Linked DNA regions of Gossypium hirsutum: region 1 is linked to region 2. The links are chromatin contacts, called in public Hi-C maps. All regions are on one chromosome and are shown on one strand. Each heading gives the region's core, a stretch centred on a gene start, on an enhancer-like site or on the middle of the called end of the contact. The rest is flanking DNA. Distances are from core to core; before and after follow the strand shown.

Region 1 (2,724 bases), core at 156-2,655, 220 kb after region 2:
GATTTGTGTTCGTATCAGTGTCCAAATTTGCCAAAGTCTAGCTAAAAGCTTTCAAAGCTTTAGAATGGAAAATCTTATAGAGACATTTAGTGTATCGGGCAACCCAAAATTGAATCTATCTCCAGGATTATGGAGGTAAAATAACGATCAAATTCAAGTTAGTCTCTAACACTATGTTTGGATTGCATTAAAATTAAGAAAAGGAAAGTAACACCATTTCCCTTGTTTGAATAGTTTAAGGAAAGTAAAGGGAGTTGAATTTCCCTAGCTTTCCCTTAAATTACTTAGGGTGAGTTTGGATGGGCGGTGTGTTTACCTGTGGTTAGTGTAAAAATAGCGGTGACGGTGAGATTAGATACTGTAACGATACTGTAACGTGAGACAAAAAATAAGCTAAATGTACCGTACCGCACCGCACCCAATCGCTCATTCAAACTCACCATTAGTTTTTAATTACCCAACTTGAAGGAAAAGCTAGAAAAAGAAAAATGAGGTTACTGATGTGATATTTCATTTTATCCTATTAATTTTTTATATAAATTATTTTACAAAATGACATAATTAGGAAAAATCATTATAATCAATCATTTCCTTGGCTTTTCTCAGTTTAACCAACCAAAAATTGTAAATATTACTTTGCTTTACTAATTTTATATATCGAAACAAAATAAACATACATAATGTTCTCTCTTTTAACATTCCTTTCTTTTCCTTTACTTTCCCTAGTAAATTCCAAGGTCCATAGGTCTTGAGGTAAATAATGGAAGCCACAATTTCCCAGCCTAAACGGCCAAACCTCAACTTCCATCCCAAAAATTTAAACCTGAAACTTCAAAATTGGAATCTCAAGTTCTAACCATCAGTATGTACCGTTGAAGACACTGTCATACAAAGTTTGCTTCAATAAATACTACAACTTCTCACCCAAAATTCAAATATATATATACTAATAGGGTCATTGACGGAAATTCTAATGAAACAGAAGCAACCAAGACTGGCGAATTAACGCTTAGCAGCAAACGTATTTCTAAGCAAAAAAGGAACACGAAAACGAAAAATAAAAATAAAATTTAAAGTAATAATGTAATTACCTGGTTTAGCAAAATCATTAGGGTTTTGCTTCCTCACATCTTTACTAAAGAAAAGGCCCAAAATCTGATTCATGCGCCGCATTTTTTGACTTCAAGTTTTGGTGCGTTATATGTTTTACAAGGAGGAGAAGCAGAGCCGATTGCCATTGCAATCGAGTTCAAAACCAAGGAAATGTTAGGATGTTGACCAGCCGGCCAAGGTCTTTGTTTTTCTTATTTTTAAATTAAATACTTTTTGCTTTGCCCTTGGGGTAGAAATATTTTTTTGATTGTAAATTCCTTTAATTATTATTTGATTTGTCTGTGGTAGTTTCCTTGATTTGTCGTTGCTGGTGGCTTTGCCTGCGGTGCCCTCGATCAATAATTGTATTTCACTGTTATAAGCCTGCATCACATTTTATGGTTAAACAAATGATTGGCTCGACAAAGTGCTTTAAAAGGGTGAGGTCTTAGTTCTTTTGAACAACTCTTGGTTACAGGTTCTCCAGATTGCGCACGAGATGTTATTGAATCTTGCTTAGAAAATTTGACCTTCAGTACTAAAAATAATCTTTGCCCATTTCCAAGAAGTTTTGGATCCACTCAAACTAGACATCTGTAGCAAATTTACATTTGACAAACAGAAGTTAAGCATCCTCTTCCTTGCTGTTACAAAGTGGGCAAATGGGTACTATGTCAATACGCCTCCTGAGCTCTCCACAACTGTGGCTTTTTTTTTAAACTAACCTAATTTTTTTTATCATCCAATTTAAAAGTCATGTACATAAATAATTCAATTGGCACTAATAGATTGAAGTGTTATTATATAAAACATTCAGGGACATTATGAAGCAATTTCTCTTTTTAGATTGTTTGGAAAATAGGTGAAGCCGCCGTAAATATTTTTCAACTTTTAGTCTATTTACATGTTAGGTCTGTTCCTGTTAAAATTAACTTTAAATAGCCATTAAAAATATAAGAATAACAATAATAAATCCTTATTTTTTATTTTTTTAAAAATAATAAACTTAAAATTTTATATAAAATTCTTATTTAAATTACTCAAATATATCTCTCAAAAATTTTTCTCGTGTTTATCTAAATTTAAACCTTTTCAATTCATTCCCTAACATTTTTTTTGAGCAAAATCGAACTAGGCTGTCATTAAAAAAAAATGAACAGAGAAACAAGCCTCATGTCCAAAGGCCACTTCACAGCCCACCATAGAAACCTAACAAGTTTTCAATAACAACATTAAAAAGAGAGAAGGAGAAAAAAACATTATTAAAGAAAAAACAAAGCATTAAAAGCCCACTTCCTCGAAAAAGCCATCATCCATCCCATCATCTATCCAGCCATAATTACCCGACGGTTTATCTTTTCCAAAAACCCATTTTTCGTCCAAAACGCTCCCCTAGTTTCCTGATATTCATTTCCTCCAAAAAACATTTCTTCTCCGATTTTTTGAATCCCAGGGAGCAAACATTGTCTTTCCTCAAAAACTTCAGTTTGGTTCTCTGATCCAATCATCTTCTAGTGCTTTAACTGCATATCTTGGCACTGAGCCTTCCAAGTAAAACCCTTTCCTTTTCTTCAAGCTTTCAGTAGCTATAGTGTCTGCCAGATTATTTGCTTTGCAACGAACATGTTGGAA
Region 2 (2,795 bases), core at 102-2,601:
TCCCTTAGTTTCGGGTTTTTTTCCAGTTTCTTTTTATTTCCTAATTGCCCAAACAATAAGAATAAATAAATGGTTAAAATCTGTCAATAGTCCCGTACTTTTCAAAAATTAGAAACTTAGTCCCTGTTCTTATATTTCTAGGAATTTAGTTCCTCTGCCATTGACAAGTTCAACTCAGTATTAATACTGTTGAATTTGCTGTTATAATTAACCTGATTTTAAAAGATATATTATAATTAACATGAATTTAATAAAAAAATATTGTAAACAATTATGCTTGAATATTGAAATGGACTAAATTCCTAATTTTTAAAAAATACATGGACATAGGTAGAGGTGTCTATGGGCTAGGCTAGGTCCGAGTTAGGTCCAACCAGAATTTTAGGCTTGGGCTAGGCCTGACCTGAAAAACGGGCTAAAAATTTTGTCCAAGCTTGATCTCGATAAAAATGCTAAAACTTGAGTCTGATCTGGCTGTATTAATTTTTTTATATTATTATTTTTATATAATTTTTTAAAAAATATATAACACATCAAATATACTAAAAATATTAAAATAAATATTTCTCAACAAATTAAAAAATTTAAAAATTATACTTAAATAATATTAAGATAGGTGCAACTTAATAAGCAAATACTGAGTTATACAATATTCAAACAATAACAACAAAATAATATTAAAATAGTAGCAAAATAGTAAAAAATAACAAGAAAATAGCAACAAAATAATAAAAAACAACAAGTTTTTTTTGCATAGTTGGGTTGGGCTTGGGCCAAAAAAGCCTTACTCGAGGCTCTACCAGCTTTCTAAAAGGGCCTTATTTTTTTGCCCAAGTCTAATTTTCAAGTCCGCTTTTCGGGCAGGCTTTCGGGGCCGGGTGACTTGATCAATGAACATGTCTAGACATAGACACATTTTAACTTAAATAAATAATTTGGCTTATTTAATTTTTTGTTAAAATATATTGTTAATCCTTTTAATTTAATAAAATTTAAAATTTAGTTCTTATATTTAAAAAAATTAAAAATTTAATTTTTATAAAAAATTTAATTTAAAAATCTAGTCTTATCATTAAGTTATCTTTAGTTTTCCCTAAAAAAATTGTTAATTTAGCATTTTGAGGAAATATCCTCATATGACGCAGCATATGATTGGTAAAAAAATAAGTTTGTTAAGTTAATAAATTTTGATAAAAATTACCAACAATAATCATGATTAGAGTAGAAAGATTAAGTATTTAACTTAAATATCAAAATTTGTCAAAATACAAGGACTAACAGCAGATTTTAACCTTATTTTTTCTCCTTCCCACATAACATTATTTAGAATTTTACATCCAGTTATTTTTGACAACGTGTACGGTTGCAGGCAATACAAAATCTCATTCGCCGCAGACGAACTCTACCCATATACCTCATCTTCTCACGTTAGCTCTTCGAAGAGAATGGACGCTTTATGCATCACCAAACCAACCTAATTAATTTTCTGTCTATTTTTTTCCCTAATTTTTTTAAATGATGTTGATGATTGAATCAGCTATGGCCGTCCGATTTCCCACCCCAACCAATTTCTGCTCCTCCTCCGCCTTTCACAGTAACTCCTCCCTGTCCTTCTCCTTCTCTCTTTTACATTTTCGAATATCATAAACAACTTCTAGAAAAAGCTGAATTACAGATGCAGTTCAACTTCACTGTGCTGCAACGATCGGCTATATGTTTAGTTTTTTATTTTAAAATGTTCTTTCATTTTCACGGCTGCCAAATTGAGACTTAACTTCCTTTTTTTGGTATATATTGTGCATGTACTGTTTGAGTAGATTATCGTCCTATGTGCAATTCCGGTGAGGTTACTAGTTGCCACGTCTCCTGCCGCCGGCTGTTTTGCCATGGCGGCTTTGGCATAACTTGGTACTATGTTTAATTAATATTTTGCTTTTGCTAGTTGTTATCCTTCGGGGTTTTTCTTTTTCTCTTCTGAATTTAAATTTTATCTTACTAGCTTATTTTTAGACTCCAAATGAAAAGAAATATGGAATGGTGAATTATCAGTAAAATATCATAAATTGGTTCAAGTCTAATCCTAAAAGGGGGGACTTTTTTTTTGGGGATTTTTTTTTTGGGATTTTTTTTTCTTTTTGTAATATGTTCTGCAGAGAATAGTAGTTATGATTGTTAAGGCTAGAGTTGTTTGCAGGAAAGGATTTCCAAGACTAAATAAAGCTTCCCTTTCGAGAAGGACCCTCGTAAAGAATAACATTCGGGCAACCGCTGAGCATTTAGGTTCAGCATCCGATCCTGCAAAGCATAAAGGAAGGTCGCATTACCATCCGTTTGAGGATATTGGTGAGGCTACATCTAAAAAGAGCAATGATGCTACACTCACAGCTGCAGAAACCTCTAGGACGATCATTGAGGTATTGCATTCATTGTTCATTACTGAATCAACATCCGAAGGAATGGCATTAATGTAATGAATATGTTTGTACATGGTTTTCTTTTCTGTTATTGTTGAAGAAAAGTAATTTAGATGTCTTTTCTGCAATTTGGTTTGGTTGACACTTGGAAGATGTACTCTTATGCTTCGATTCCTGCTTCTCAATCTGTTTGTTTGGCTAACGTAGGCTGTAGCATGCCATTTTCAGGTGAATAGTAAAGCAACAGTTATGTTTACAGGGATGATCAATGATGAAGTTCATGAAAATATTATGTGGCCAGACTTGCCTTATGCAACCGATGAACATGGAAGTAAGTTGACTGTTCCGGTCTGAAGTATTTAAGCCTAGCTGCCTCAGTAA

What was found. A called contact is a pair of places that touch in the nucleus more often than the background predicts.
Region 1: a contact with region 2 is called in a Hi-C map of leaf, with 1.8 times the contacts expected there. The contact joins the promoter of LOC107946052 here to the promoter of LOC107913551 in region 2. A contact is called at or near these places in 3 of 34 Hi-C or Micro-C datasets (callus and leaf).

Annotation. Positions count from the first base shown.
Region 1 is chrD11:45,826,278-45,829,001 of Gossypium_hirsutum_v2.1, forward strand. LOC107946052 (nucleotide-sugar uncharacterized transporter 1) reads right to left here and starts at 1,406. Exons shown (of 6, transcript XM_016880256.2): 1 at 1,092-1,406. The coding sequence starts at 1,109.
Region 2 is chrD11:45,602,934-45,605,728 of Gossypium_hirsutum_v2.1, forward strand. LOC107913551 reads left to right here and starts at 1,352. Exons shown (of 11, transcript XM_016842178.2): 1 at 1,352-1,594; 2 at 1,818-1,908; 3 at 2,195-2,414; 4 at 2,643-2,745. The coding sequence starts at 1,516.